Linked DNA regions of Anas platyrhynchos: region 2 is linked to region 1. Evidence: chromatin contacts called from public Hi-C data. All regions are on one chromosome and are shown on one strand. Each heading gives the region's core, a stretch centred on a gene start, on an enhancer-like site or on the middle of the called end of the contact. The rest is flanking DNA. Distances are from core to core; before and after follow the strand shown. Region 1 holds the start of RANBP3 (RAN binding protein 3). Region 2 overlaps KLHL33 (kelch like family member 33).

Region 1 (7,510 bases), core at 3,099-5,598:
GTCCTATCCTTCCTGAGGTTGCTCGTTCCCACCAGCTGTCTTGTACCACAAGTAATCAGTCCAACAGAGCAGAGACCAGCAAAAAAAAAGAGGTGTTTGACTGGATCAGTTTGAGCAGAATCTGACTTAGTGTCCTGGATAGAACTCCCGATTTATAATGGTCACTGTGTCATTACAAATCATACAAGTGCTGGTAGAAGGCATCTATGGAGACCTCTTGTACAACTTTCTGCTTGAGCCAGCAACAGCAGAAAAGGTGGTACATCCACTGACCTACATGCTGTGCACATCCAGCGTGATCGTCTTCTGGTCCAGGGCAGTGGTAGAGAGATAAGAACTGGAAATGAGATTACGATCACCTGTGGTGCTGTCTTCACTCTACAGCCTGTTTCCTATACTGCCGCTGCATGCTTATACTTATGGATCAAAATGCCAAGTGATATTATTAGTATCATGCTACAAAGCACAACACTGTGTAAATCTTTCAGGATCTGAGCTCATTCAAATTACAAAGTCTCAGAAAAAGAAAGTGTCCAAACAGGGGTGGTTGTGGTTTTTTTTGTTTGTTTGTTTTTGAGAGAGAGAGAGAGAGCACTCTGCCATGGAAAAATATTTAATTTGTCAAAGTCATAGTGACTTTTAGGCCATGTCCCTTTAGAAATGCTGACCTAACAATAGTACTAATCAGAAAGCACGGCATTTATAGTATCTTAATGGCATGCACCCAAAATAGATTCTAGTTATATCAGCAAGTTGACAAGCTCACAGGGTACAGACACCTCTTGTAATTAATTTCTAAAAGTCACAGGAACTGTAAAGTTGGTGTGGGTGGAGTTTACTTTTTATTGAAATAATAAAGTGCCAGAATCACATTTACCCTGGTATTATTATAGACTTGGAGGTAAATTAAATCAGAATCTGGCCTCCAAACTGTGATAAGATAAAACTGTTAATTTTCCTCTCTTGTGTTAATGCTGGAGAAGTATGGGCTCTAATTAGAACATGAATAGAGAACACACTGTGACCTGCTGGCTCTTAAGGTCTAGAGAGTGTAACTTTCAGAGGTAAATTCTTGCTAAATCACTTCCTTTAACTAGGTCACACCACCCACTATGCTAGTACCATGTATTCATTAGAGAAGCACAGTACAGTAGTGCCTATAATTAAAGTTGCCCAATATTTCCATGATAAAAGCATGTTTGCAGTTTCTTATAGGTTTAACAGGCTTTAATGCTCTGAAAGTGAAAATTTCTGTGACAGATAAGTGTATCAGAATAAGTGCTTAAGTTCAAAATATAATTTCTGGGGTTTAGATATTAAATAATGGGCAATTACTCTCACACCAAATCAATATGAGTGATTTCCTCGGTTTGTAGGGCATGTCTGCTTTGGGACAGGGACTTAGTTCCACGCAAACTGGAGCTAAGTCAGCCACATTGTATATGTGTGAAAACTACGGTTCTCATGGGATTAGACATGCTAATGTTTTCAGCTAAATTTTCTGCAAATTGTGTGCACCAAACACAATTATCCAATTATCCAGTGAAGAAGCGCAGCCAAGGTCTAGACATCATCTAGGTTTGGACATCACACAGCTGCCAGCAGCAATGCCTAGCCCTATAAATTTCCAGTGGACACACACAGAATGATAAAATCTTACAAAGCTGTTCAATATCCAGCTGCTTGCTGGGTATTTTCTTGTATCTGTGGTGGTTTCTTTGAGCCATATCAGCTACTTATTTCATTCAGATGCTGTTAACAGAAAACCTACACTTTCAGATAAAGGCATCTGTTCATTTCTCTGGGTGATAAAGTTGGTCCTGTCACTTTCCAAGTTGAGAGAGCTCTTAAGGTACTGCAGTGAATTATGTTCCTAACCCAGATAACACATCCTAATAAATAGCATGCAGTTCATTTCATTATGACAGTTCAGATAGAAAATAAACATTTTCATTTGAAAAGGAGTCCTAGGCTCTATTTTGCAATACCCCCATTAACTGGAAAAAAGAAGTGAAGAACCAGAATCTAATATTTGGGAAGGACATACAATTACCATGGGAATTTCAAAAAAACTGCACTGTCTGACTGGCAGGCTGCATTTGCAATTTCACTGGATCATTTTACTTTCTCCTTCACAAAAGTTGAAGCTCCCTTCACTCTTGGATTTAGTCCACTTGTAGTGCTTAAAACATTATCTTATATAAAAACAAGTACATTTGACACTTTTATAAGAGCTGGAAAAATCCTGAAGTATAATGCATGTGAAGTCAGAGCCTTTACACCCAATTGAGGAGGAGCAGGTTTTATTCTCTGTGAAGAAGAAAGTCAGAAGTTGCACTTAGTCTCTGCAAAGTTGGATTTAGTCTGAGTGCCACTGCAGCTTTACCCCTCATGAAGAAAATCCTGTTCCTGTGTATAAGATTACTGCTCAAAATTTTACACTGAGCAGCCATTAAAGTTGCTCAGCTTTTCATAGTTGCTTTGTGAACAAGATGTTTGATAGACAGTCATGGTAGCTCCGTCCTTTCAAACTTTTTTCCTGTTTAGGAGCAAATGTGACTGTCCTTACTGAAGAGGTAACTGTCCAGCCTCTCTTTTGAGCCTCCTTACAGGCATCGTGCTTTGCGTTCAAATGCATTGCAATCAGACTCTGCACCAAACACAGAATAATTAATTAATTATTAATAATTTTGTTGAATGATTTTCTCTGCTGAGTCCATTTTATTTTAAGTCTTGGATCCTCTCCAGAACTTAGATGCTTAATCCCTATGGAAGTCAGTGAGCTCAGCAACTTTGAGGATCTGGGACTTTTTCTAGACAAACAATAATTTTGCAAATCTCTTTCATGTTCTTAGCTCCAGAAAGGACACGTTCCTGCAGAGGCCTAACCCAAACATTTCTGAAGCCTTGCTGGTCTGTCCTCCAGGTTTTTCAGCCCCTGCTCTGGGGCTCTTTGCAGAAACCACCCAGTAAGTTGTCATGGGGACTACTCATTCATGAAACAATCCAACTGTATCCAATAGACGTAATCAGAAATGGTAGGGTAAAGGCTTACATTGCTTGTACTGTGTCTATTCCAACTGTGTCCAAACCTATGAGAGAGACTCAGAGAACTGGTGGAATCTCCATGCGTGGAGATAATGAAAATCCAGGAACAGGGAGGCTGAGAAGGAGTTAGACAGCTGGACCCACAGCCTATGGCCAAGCACCCCTAGACTCCCTCACCAGCACTCACAGGAGAAGCAGGGGGGGCAATAACACCAGAGAGTGGAAGTTGACAACAACGAGGACGAGCAGGAGGAAGAGTCTTCCCCCAAAGCCTGAGGTGCCCTTACAGAACTGCTTCACCCTTCTGCAGATGGAAAAGGAAAGACTTGTGGCAGGGGGTTGGAGCTGAGTAAGGCAGTCTGGTCTGCTCCCCATATAACAACCAGTCCCACTAAGAAAAGGTGATGGGTGATAGCAGCAGGAGACTCTGGTGAGAGGCACTGAGGTGTCCTTCTGCCAACACAATCCACTCTTGAGGCAAGTCTGCTGCTTTCCAAGGGCTCGTATCAGGGCTGTCATTTGAAGGTATCACAAGCATAAAGCAGAATCCAAACAGCTGGCTCCTGATCTCTATTCAATGTACCCTGTACAGGATCTATGAACGTGGTTGTTACATTGTGCCAGCACACTGGAAAAAAATGTTAAGGGTATGAGTGAAGTAGCATAACCCCAGATGTCTCCCTCTGAACTAGTTGTTGCTATTGGGTCCCTATCTTTGGAGTGGAGACCTAGTCAATGCCACATTAACAAGTAGGTTTAGAGTCCACAGAGATTAAAAAATGATTTTGGGGATGGAGAAAAAAGCCTTCTAAGAAACAAAATATTTGAATTCTTCAGTCTGTGGCATGGCTATGGCAGATGCAGGCAAGGATCATAAAGTCACACCTAAACACGGAACTTATGCCCAGCAAATCCCACAAGACCAAAACTGTGGAGCACTACTGAAAGGAGTAACAGGAATTAAAAAGCCATTTAACTCTGGAGTGAACTTCGGAACCCTGCAGCCACGGGAAGCCACGGAGGCTGACTGGAGGGGGGAAAAGAAATATTCACGGCCAGCCAGCCCTGAAGGACTGGGGGTGTCTGAGGACGACAAGTGCAGGACGCTAAGAGGCAGCCCCACACACCACGACCTCCCCCTCCACCACCAACCCCACACTGCCGGCTCTGAGGCGTCCGCCGCACTTCAGGCACCGACCCCGCCCCCCCACTGCGCATGCGCGGCAGCGCCCAGCACCCGGTAACCACCCCTCCGCCATCACCCCCCCTCCCTCCCTCCCCGTTCTCCCCGCCCGCCCAGCTGCGCACGCGCGCTGCCGCCGCGAGCCGGCCGTGAGGTGGCGCAGGCGCCGCCAGGCGGGGCCTGCGGGCAGTGGAGGCCGCCCGGCTGCGCGATGCATCTTGGGCGTGACTGAGGAAGTAAAATGGCGGACCTAGCGAACGAAGGTAGGCGGGCGCTGGCGCTGCGCAGCGATGCCGGCCGCGGGCCCGTCACCGCTCCCCCGCCGGTTTGGTTCCACCGCGGGGCCGCCGCGCTCTCGGCTCCCTCCTCCGCGCCCTGCTCCCGGCGGGGGGTGTGGGTGCGCCCTGGCGGTGGGCCTGCCCTCGGAAGTGCCCCCCTCCCCGCGGCCTCTCCGTGCCCCGGCCCCCCCCCGGCGGGGCGAGCGGCCGGACAAAGGGAGCGCCCGGCCGGGCCGCCCGCTGCGCCCCGTGAGGCGGTGCCGGTGGCTGCCTCCCGCCGGGTCCCAGCTCCCGGCTCCCGCACTTCCTGCGCGCAGCGGCCGTGCCCCGGGGCCCCCGCGCCGCTCCTCGGGGCCGCCGTCCGCAGCCTGCGGGTGTTTGCAGCGCTCCCTCGGCTGCCGCGCTCGTTAATCCTTCCCCTGGCAAAAGGGGGTGATCGAGGCGGCTGGGGGGCGCTAGGCGAAGTGGAATAGTTTTGTTTATTTTTAGCTGGAGTATCTCTGAAATAAAGAATTCATCCTTTTCTCGGCAGAAGTCTAGGGTAAGCTGGGCTGCGCTGGTGTAGGTTTTGAGGGTTCTGCTCCGAGGTGTGCAGGCTTGGTTAACTGACAGCGGGCACCAGCAGCGTGTGTTCGAGAGTAACTCCCCTTCAACTCTCAGTAAAACCAAGTTTGTTCTTAACGGTCCATTTCTCGTTATTTTTCTTGGGCTAACAGAGGGGGTGAATCTCTGTAGGAGGCAAATGAAAACATGCATAGCCCCTTCTGTCAAGAATTTTTCTGATACCTGAAAGCTTGTTTCAGTTATAATTACGCTTCTGATATTAAACAGCAGGAAGCAGATATCTGTTGTAGGTGTAGCTTTTGAAGAGGAATCCTACCAGCAGCTAACCACATAATTACACTGAAGTTATTTGACAAATCCTCTGATGCAGCATGTCTGGAGCTGCTGGCTCCCAAACTGAAGATGTGCTGTCAGTGCACAGAGAGGCACGATAAATAGTTTTGAGGGCTGTAGTAAATAGTCAAATATGTACTGATTATTGGTGAGAAATTTGCTGATGGTATGTAAAACCTTGTAATAAATTTTGATGGCTTGTTGCATTTTTTAGCACCCAAAGTTTGGGAATGGCTATCTTAATTCATGCGAGTCCCTCACTTTACCTTCTAGTAGGAAATAGCTGAAAGGTGAATTCTAAATTACCAGTGTTCATTACATCATTTGATGCTGACTTATCTTGTGCTTCTATTCTTATCTCTGTATTTCTGCAGAATCTTGTACACTTTCTGTGGTGGAAAAAAAATCTTTATGTGGTATCATCTGTACTTTTTCATCTTTCTCTTTTTCCCCTTCAGACCCTTTCCTGACTCCAGTGATTTCTCTCACTTGCTAATCTCTTTAGTTTGTGCTTGCATCTCCTTCCAGAGTTGCCGTCTTCATTCATCCCTTTTGTCTGTCTTCTCTCAATAAGAACGGGATTTAAACTGCCTTAAAGTTAAGCAAGATCACCTCTGAACTATAGGCTGTTCAGCTCATTCTGATGTCATTGTATGGTGTTAGTTTTCTTTCCTCCAGTTCCACTTTTGAGGTATCCGTTCTTGGTATAGCGGAGCAAATACATGTACTTTCTGGAACTGGTGGCTGCTGGAAGTCAGTGGATTCTGTGATCTTTCTACTTGCATTGTTTGCTGTCTCTGATACTGCAGCGATACTCTCAGGTGACTTTGACTATTTTCTCCTCATTCTAACACATATCAGTGTTTAATTTTGCCAGGACCGTAGGTGAATGTTTTCTTTCCCCATACTGTGTATTTTCACTAAATGTAAGTAACGACTATTTCAGTACTGTTAATTATTTGATCTTACACTTTTTATTGATCTTCTTTTAAGTGTTTGATAGCTAAATGTTCATGTTCACAAACCAAGCATGGTTAAAACAAAGCTCTTAGCATTCCTTAATCTTGATTGGTTTGTACAGCAGTGCTGTCTCAATCATACTTCATTATGAAGTGCGAAGCTAATTATTCCTTGACACATAATAGGCACAAGTACGTAGAAGGTGGTTTCAGTCATTTTTGCGGAATGTTTTTGCTTAGCATGCTTAAGCAATAGCTCTTCTTGTTGGTTCATGCAAGTGAAACTCACTTGGGATCTTATCGGTCTGGTTACTGCAACAAACCTTCTTCTGGCCTTGAGAAATGCCATTTCATTCTGCTCATATCCGTGCAGCTCACTCACGTGTAGCGTTTTTAACCTGTCACTTTTATCATGGCACTCCTTTGTTTCAATTCATTCATTCTTTTCCAGGATTAAGTGTATTTGTTACTTTTATTTCTAGGTGCTGACTGCTCTTCTCTTACTCTATTGTCTGTCTTAAACCACCACTGAGATGTCGGTAGTCTCCAAGTAACCATTCAATGTCCTCAAAGTCTTCAAACTGTTCTCGTGGACAGTCTTTCTGTGATGCATTTCTTGATAGCTCCAGTATTCTCAGAACTACTTAATTGTCCTCAATCTAATTGTTCAATTTTTTTTTTTCCATTCACTTGTCTTTCCTTCTTTTTCTCTGGTGTGTTGGTGAAGCTGCACCTGGTGAAGCCGTTGGTGAAGCTGATGATTATGGAGCTAATGAGGAGGAAGAAGGAAGAGCTCTCCAGCTGTTTAAAGTTTGATTGACTTTATCACAAAGACTTAGTGAGATTGAGATACAGGCTTTGGGGATTGGCACCTTGACAGTTGATTTGATTTATACCATCACTGAAAAACAGGATTTTGAAATAGTATTCACAATTGTTATTGTCACTAGTGTATAAAATAGTTATCGAATGGTATTAGAAATTTCCTCTGAAGTCTTTGGTATGATCTTCTTTCTACATCAGTATTCTAGCCAGATCGCATCTTAAAATTGGCACTTCACATCCACGAGTCTGTCAGTGTTGTATGACGGAGAACTAGAAAACTGTCAGGCATATATTCACATAAACCTGAATGCTCTTCTCGT
Region 2 (7,510 bases), core at 3,739-6,238, 63 kb after region 1:
GCTCGGAAGCCCAGCAGGCACCTCTGGTTTGCCCACCGCTACCTCAGTGCTGTGGGGCTGGTGAAGCGTGTGGAGTGGAGGGCACTGGGGGACTTTCCTGACGGTCCACGCTTCCGCCATGCTGTAGCTGTGGTAGGCAACATCCTCTACGTCCTGGGTGGAAAGCGCTACTACGGGGTCCATGACACCCTGGCCAGTGTTTACAGGTGAGGGCTACAGGGGACCGAGAGGCGTCCTGTGGGATTGGAATTATTGGGGGAGCAAGAGCTACCACATGGACCCAAGGCTCTGTGGTATTTTGGTTATCTGTTGGACTGGGATCTTCCTGTCCCTGTGGAGCTATCCCACCTGGGGATGTTACAGGACTTGTAGGGGACAAGGCGGGGAGGCCCCCACCAGGATATGTGGCCTCACAGCCTTATGGGATTGGTATTGCTGGAGGGGGGAGGATGTTTCTATGCAAGGGTCTCCAGGGCATTATGGGGTTGGTTGCTTGTGGGTGGTTTGCTGTCCTCAGCAGTGTCAACACCACCTCATGCCACTGTGGGTAACGGCTAGTCTCTTGCCCCCATGTCCTTTCAACACCAGGTATCGGCCCATGGACGACTCCTGGGAGCGCCTGGCCAGCATGACCTGCGGGCGGAGCTACTTCGCTGCTGTGGCACTTGGGGGCTTCATCTATGCCCTGGGGGGCAGCTCAGGTGACCTCTACTGCACAGACACCGTGGAGTGCTATGACCTGTCTGCTGACACCTGGAGGTGAGACCTCTCCTCTCGGACACCTGCTTTCCTCTGCCCTCATAGCCCCTTGCATTAGCCAGTGGTGCCCACTGAGTGCCCACTGACACTCCCATGGAGGAGTCACTGGCCTGCAGTTGGCATGTGTGGAACAAGTGTCCCTTGGGACACTGGGTGCTGGCCAGTGATGCCTATTGGTAGTGAATGGGTTGGCCAGTAGTGTTCACTGAGGGTCTGCTGGCCATCTCTCAATGACAGGAATCATTTAAATACCTTCCAGCTATGTTCTTTGGGTGCTCCGCCAGGTGTTGGCCAACACTGCTCACTGGGGGAGTCCCTTGCGGGTCGACTAAGGGTGTCATTTGTTGAAGAGCGATGCCCCTTGTTCATCCATTACATGCAGCTAATGCTGCCCGCTGGGGCTTGGCCAGCAGTGCCTGCTGAGTGATCAAAAGATCCATGGCCAGCAGTGCTCAGCAGGGACCTGCTGGCCAGGCAGCCACTGAGGGGCAGCCCTGCTTTACCTGCCCTTCACTGTTCCCTCTCTCCTTGCCCAGGACGTGCCAGCCCCTGCCGATGGCTCTGTGTGGGCATGCAGCATGTGCCCTGGATGGTGCCCTCTATGTGTCAGGGGGCTGTGACGAGGCGTACCAGTGCCAGACAGCCCTTCTGCGCTATGTTCCGGGTGCTCCTGCCACGCTCCTGGCCCCCATGAATGGCCAGCGAGCTGGCCATGTCATGGAGGAGGCAGGTGGACAGCTCTATGTGGCTGGGGGGCTGTGCCAGCGGGATGGGCAGAGTGGCTACAAGGACCAGCTGGCCTTTGAGGTCTACAGTCCCAAGCTAAATATTTGGGTTCTGCTCAGCCCCCTGCCCCAAGCCCATGTAGTGGGGGGTGCAGCTGTGCTGGGAGGGGAGCTGCTTGTACTGGGTGGGTACAGTCATGAAACCTACCGGGATACTCACTTGATCCATGCCTACCAGCCAGGCACCCGGCGCTGGATCACCCGGGGCACCTTGCCCCATGCCTATACTGACCTCAGTGTGTGTGTCCTCACTGTGCCCTCAGCCTTACGTGGCCCCAACTGCCTTGAGGTTTCCTCTAGATCATCTGACACCCACCGTAACACTTAGTGGACCTTAAAAACTCTGTACCCCCCTATTGGTCTCCCAATGGGCATCTCTACAGAGCAAAATTGACCCCAGATCCCTCCTCAGCCCCCATGGTACTTTGCCCTAAATTGTGTGGACCCCGTGGGACACAAAGACCCCCACACTGCAAAACTGTGCCTCCAGGAATACTCAGGAGGTTGCTCCACCACCTCAATTTCCCCCCCACACTGGGATTGAATAAACATCGTTCCTGAACAGCTCGCCTGGGTCTGATTTGTTCTGCTGGGGAACCCAGGCATCCAGAGGTTTCTCACAAGGAACATGAGTACAGCAGGTGACTAGAGGGCTGAGTATCCTGGACGGGTGATGGTGGGGACCAGGCTTGCCTGTATTCTGGGGTCTGCTGGGGAATGGTTATGGAGGGCACTGGGGCTCTGAATGCCTGTGTTCATTGGGCATAGAGGAGAGGTCTTGGGATTTACAGGCGTCTTGGAGTTTGTGTGGAATTCTGAGAGAATAGGGGAGTCCTGGGGTGCCAGGGTTTTGGGGTAGATCATAGAATCATAGAATGATTAAGGTTGGAAAAGGCCTCCGAGGTCATCTGGTCCAACTATCCCCCTACCACCAACATCATCCACTAAACCATGTCCCCAAGCACCAAGTCCAACCTTAAACACCCCCAGGGATGGCGACTCCACCTACACAGGGCTGTTGGAGGGTTTGAGGTTCCTGGGGAGAGGGAGGTTCCTAGGAGGTCTTGGCTTCCTGGAGTTACCTGGAAGGCTATCTGGAGGTGGGGGGAATTCTAGGGAGGTCTTGCAGGGAGAGGCTGAGGCAATGGGGTTTCTGGGGTTAACTGGGGTACTCGTGATAGCCTGAGGAAGGGAATTGAAGGTCCTGGGTGAAGAAGGCAGAGGGAGAGGGATTACAAAAGACAGACAACGACAACAAAAAAAAAAGCAACAGTATATTGGGATCTTATGTGAAAGGAAATATTCCGGCTTTAGGAACAAAGATAACTGTAATCCTTATAAGCCTCACCAATTCATGACACAAGCGATCTTGACATTTCACTGAGTGTTATTCCTGGCTGGGAATGGCAGACTGGGAAACCAAACTCCTGCCTGGAGGAAACGTACCGCTCTTCACCCCACTGGCTGCCTGCTGGCCCCTTGGCTTGGTGCCTTGTTAGAACAGCAGACTATGCGAGAAATGTGTGTCTCTAGGACTTCAGCTGGCACAAGTGCTGTGGCAGAGACAAAGATATCCTTCCACGTTTTGTCCAGCCACTACAGACAGAACAGTGAGCTAGTTATGGGTCACAGGAAACAACAATGGAGGAAATGTTTTGGAAGGACAGGACCTTTCCACCTTCCAGCACATGGGGAAAAGACTTATTCCTGCTGCTGTCATCACCAGTGATAACAAGGTATTCATAGCACATATTAAAAAAAAAAAAGAGGGGGGGGGGCACTGGGGAGGAGGGAAGGAGGGAGAATGAGTTTAATAAACCTGCAGTTCCTGGCGGCAATACCCAGAAATGGTAATCAAAGATGTATAATATTTTGAATGGACAGAACAATACAACACACATACACTTCTGATTGAATATTTTTTGATTAAATAGTCTTTTAGGATCAAGCAGTGGTCACGTTGAGTTCACGATACACTTGGATTGGCCATTATGTGTTTCAGCAGTTGTACAACAATCATCCAGGTGACAACTACACTCCACTCCTTGATGGACATGGAGGCGATCACCTGCATGCCAATCTGGTACTCATATCTGCAGCTCATCATAGTAGACATAGTTTTGATGCACAGCATGCTTGCTGTGATTGCTAACAGTGCAGTAGCCAGGAATCAGAGCTAGCTACTTGCCTTGCAGTCTGAACGATGTGTTGATTCTGATGTAAAGCTTGTATTCCTACAATATATTGCTGTTTTTCAGTTCCATCAATGACTGCATGTCATTTAAAGCCCATGCTATCCACTTCCCAATGTGCCCTATCCCCTGCCACATGTTAATATTATTCAGCATGACTTCTGGCAACCAAGATGAGAGAATTATCTTTTGGTATTGCTATTTTCACCTGTTCTACAGGTAATACTTTGCATATGGAACTCGTAGTCTGATCTATTGATTCATTTGCCTGCTGAAATGTATTGCACAGTACTCACATCTAGATTTAATGGTTTTACTTTTTGTCTTTAACATTTTTGTAGAGCCTTTCCATCTGCCTGGTGCTTCTGTGTAAGCTTCAGTGTATGATATTCCACCCTTTGTCTACACAGCAAAATCTTAAATTTCTTTTGAAGGCAGGGGCCAGCTCTGCAGATGCCCATCTCCTTGATCACCTGTAGCAATAGACCTGGCACTCAAGAGCCCACGCTGAGGCAATACCTGCCAGTGTCCTGCACATGCCCCCTGGAGCACTGTCCTCTGACAGGACCTTGTACCCTACATGCATCTACATGAAATTATGCAATACTTAGTATTATAAAACGATTAGTATGTGCATTATAATCTGATATGTTTGCTTGTGTAACAGCCCTTGTGTCCGAGAGAACAACATTCAATCTGAGATTTTTATTTTTATTGTTTTTAAGTGTACAAAGGGCTTGCAATTACAGGAAGTTAGACTGTTCTGAATCTAGATGATCTCTTAACCCTTCTGTAGTTGTTTACCTTTTTCCCCATTTGTTGACTGTTTTACTAATTCCCATGTTACTCTTCTTGGCTGTGGCACATTAACCTTTTCTGGCTGCCAGACACCCACCCAGCTGCTCTCCCATTTCCCCTCTTCAACAGGGTATGGGGAAAAAATAAGATGAAAACAATTGTGAGTTGAGACAAAGACAGGGAGATCACTGACCAACTACCCTCATGAGTAAAACAGACTCAACTTGGGGAAAACTGATTTATTTCCAATTAAAATAGTGTTGGATTGTGAGAAACAAGGACCAAAACTAGACTGTCTTCTGCTGCTCCTTCTCTCCTGACACCTCCACGTGTCCTCACCTCGAGCAGTGCAGGGCGATGGGTTGTGGGGGATGTGGCCAGTCTGTAACAGCTCCTCTCTGTCGCTCCTCAACAACAAAGCTCAGCAAGTCACCCCTAAACATAGAAATTGCAGCTGTCTTTATCACAAGGACATGACCCTCAGTGCTTTATCAGCAAAGCTTTCGGCAGCTGACAAGGGACTACAGTGCTCGTGAAGATGGAAACTGCTCCCTCCTGCTTGACCTTTCTCTAAGTGCTTGGGTAGGCAGCAAGGAGAAGAAGGAATCCTCCTGTCATTCATATCAATCTCTCTCTATATATTTTATAAAAGTATTTTTATTATTGCAGAGTACTGGTATTACCTGCATTACTATTGCAGACTCCTGGTGTAAAAGAGTAGGCCCAAATACAGCAGAAGCAAGACCAAACTTTAGAAAGAAACACGGAATGATGGACTTGCTGTAGAAGCAGAGAACATCACCTGTAAGTACAACCACTGGTGAATTTGCCAGCAGTGGTGTCTCAGGGTGTTTTCAAATGCTACAACCAACTGAAAGTTGCAAACACAGCCTAGCAGTATTAAGAATTTTTTAAACATTTTAATATTTTTTTTTCTAATTGACAAGTGCATAGTTATTTGCTTTCCTTGAGCACAGGAACACTTTTCTCTGTAGTAAATACATACAGAAGTTCAGCCTGTATGCCTGATAGTTTCCCCTTATGTATGCGTGCTAGCACATTTCAAAGTTGCATACGACCAGTGCTTCAGAGCTGGGAGCAGCCAGGAGTATTTCCCTGCCCTTGCCAAAGCATGCTGGAATGGTCCATCAGTCCTGCTTGGACTTCTGCTTTGGGGACAAAAACAAAGTACAGAGTAGGTAAATGGACAATGAAGTGGACTGAAATGTCTTCTCAGCAGTGCTCAGATCATATGTAACTTCATCTGAACTCAAGAAAAACTTTTACTATGAGGGCAGTCAAACACTGAAACAGGTTGTGGAGTCTCCATCTATGGAGATATTATAAACCAACTAGACATGGTCCTGGGCAACCTGCTCTGACTGTCCTGTTTGACTAGATGATCTCCAGAACTCCTCTCCAACCTAAGCCATTCTGTGATTGCTGCTCCTCAGAAAACTCAGACACTTTTGCACTCCTGGGGTTTTTACTCTGATAAAAGTAGTAACAAAGTGAAAAAAAAAATTTCCTTGGAATATTGTCCTGCTGTTTGTGTAAGATGTGCACGATTCATATCAATGAATGTTCTTTTCTGAGCCCTTTTTCTTAAAGGACAAGTATCAGCTAATATTAATACATCTTATTAAAAACAAGATGCAAACAACAAAGAAGGCTGAGCTAGTTCAGGTAGAGAAATAAGAATGGACAAGAATGGCATAGAGACGGAGAACATCGGCAGCTCCGGTCAACTACAGGTGAATTTACTCATAGAGTTGACCATGTTATCTGACACTGCCAATAGAAATAGTTCACCTCAGCCTAGACGTAGCTGCAAATCACACCCTGGTGATGACTGTTTTTTTCTGAATGTGTGCTTTAGATTGGATTCATCAGAAAAATAGAATCAGTTGATAATTTCTGAATCTGGTTGGTCCAAACATGTGAGCACTCAGTACCAACAGGGATTTTGCATTGCAGCTTCCTCTTCTGAATCTGTGGCATCTGAATGCACGGACTCTTATTGTGATCAAGTAAGTAAGAGTCTTTACCCGGCTATGCTCCTTTTATGCACTTTCCTTCCAGAGGCTTTCCCTGAAATTTAAACAATTGGCCCTTTGTGCCACCCCCACCCTGATATACGAGGTTAAAGCGTCAGCCAACAGCGACATCTTATGGCTCTCTGTTCCTCCATCCTGTCAGGCTTTGATCATATCGGCTATATTAGGGTTAGAGGCTTTAATAGATCCCCAAATTTTCCTACAGTCTGCGTTAGCATTTTTAATTGCCAGTTGTCGCAATAGACTCTCCCGTGTGGCAGGATTCTCCACCTGACAGTCTAAAACATTGTGCAACCGAGCCAGAATTTTTATATAGGGCTCGGTGGCTCCCTGCTTTATAGTTGCAAATGAAGCATCTGAACGGACAGGATGGACACTTGGTCTCCAGTCAGGACCACCAGCTCATGATGACTTCAGGCAGCACTGGACACCACTAAGAGGTCTCCTCACTCCAGACATCAACCCAGTGTCCTGGGTAGAGTCGTCGTGCATGAAAGGAAAAGTGACTTTTATTTCCCTGATGCAGTTCTCAAGGCCTTTTGGATCATGCATAGGTGACACCAAAGTTGGGGACTGGTGTCTATAGTGCCACATCACATTTATTCTGCATCTATTCAGTCTCTTCTTGTATAGAGATTGCTCTGGTCCATTTACTTCAAGGATACAGGAAAGAATGGGTTAACATTGAAGCATCACTTAAAGTTTAAGACTACCGGAGGTCCAGTAAAATGAAACTAGCACCCATTTGAAAGTTAGGCAAAGAGAATATTTATTCTGTGATTAGCAACCTGGGACTGAGTTGAAAGCATAGCACATCTTTATGTGCACCATTCAGACAGAGGTGATTAGGACACAGTGTACAAAGCAAGCTCTTCTCAAAAGAAGAAAAAAAAAAAAAAGCTCAAAAAGCTGTTCTAAC

What was found. Hi-C and Micro-C count contacts between places; a contact is called where the count stands out from the background.
Region 2: a Hi-C map of skeletal muscle shows a contact between it and region 1, with 4 times the contacts expected there. The contact joins the enhancer-like site here to the promoter of RANBP3 in region 1. A contact is called at or near these places in 2 of 8 Hi-C or Micro-C datasets (both in skeletal muscle).

The regions. Positions count from the first base shown.
Region 1 is chr29:3,887,937-3,895,446 of IASCAAS_PekinDuck_T2T, forward strand. RANBP3 (RAN binding protein 3) reads left to right here and starts at 4,349. Exons shown (of 17, transcript XM_027471808.3): 1 at 4,349-4,494. The coding sequence starts at 4,473.
Region 2 is chr29:3,949,818-3,957,327 of IASCAAS_PekinDuck_T2T, forward strand. KLHL33 (kelch like family member 33) reads left to right here. Exons shown (of 5, transcript XM_027471805.3): 3 at 1-206; 4 at 589-759; 5 at 1,296-2,111. The coding sequence ends at 1,872. GP1BA (glycoprotein Ib platelet subunit alpha) reads right to left here. Exons shown (of 2, transcript XM_013095888.5): 2 at 7,336-7,510. Among named protein-coding and RNA genes, the nearest start is that of KLHL33, 6.2 kb to the left of the region's middle. Within about 2 kb of position 4,989, at least 1 of the 8 cell types and tissues checked has an H3K27ac peak or open chromatin away from gene starts, as enhancers often do.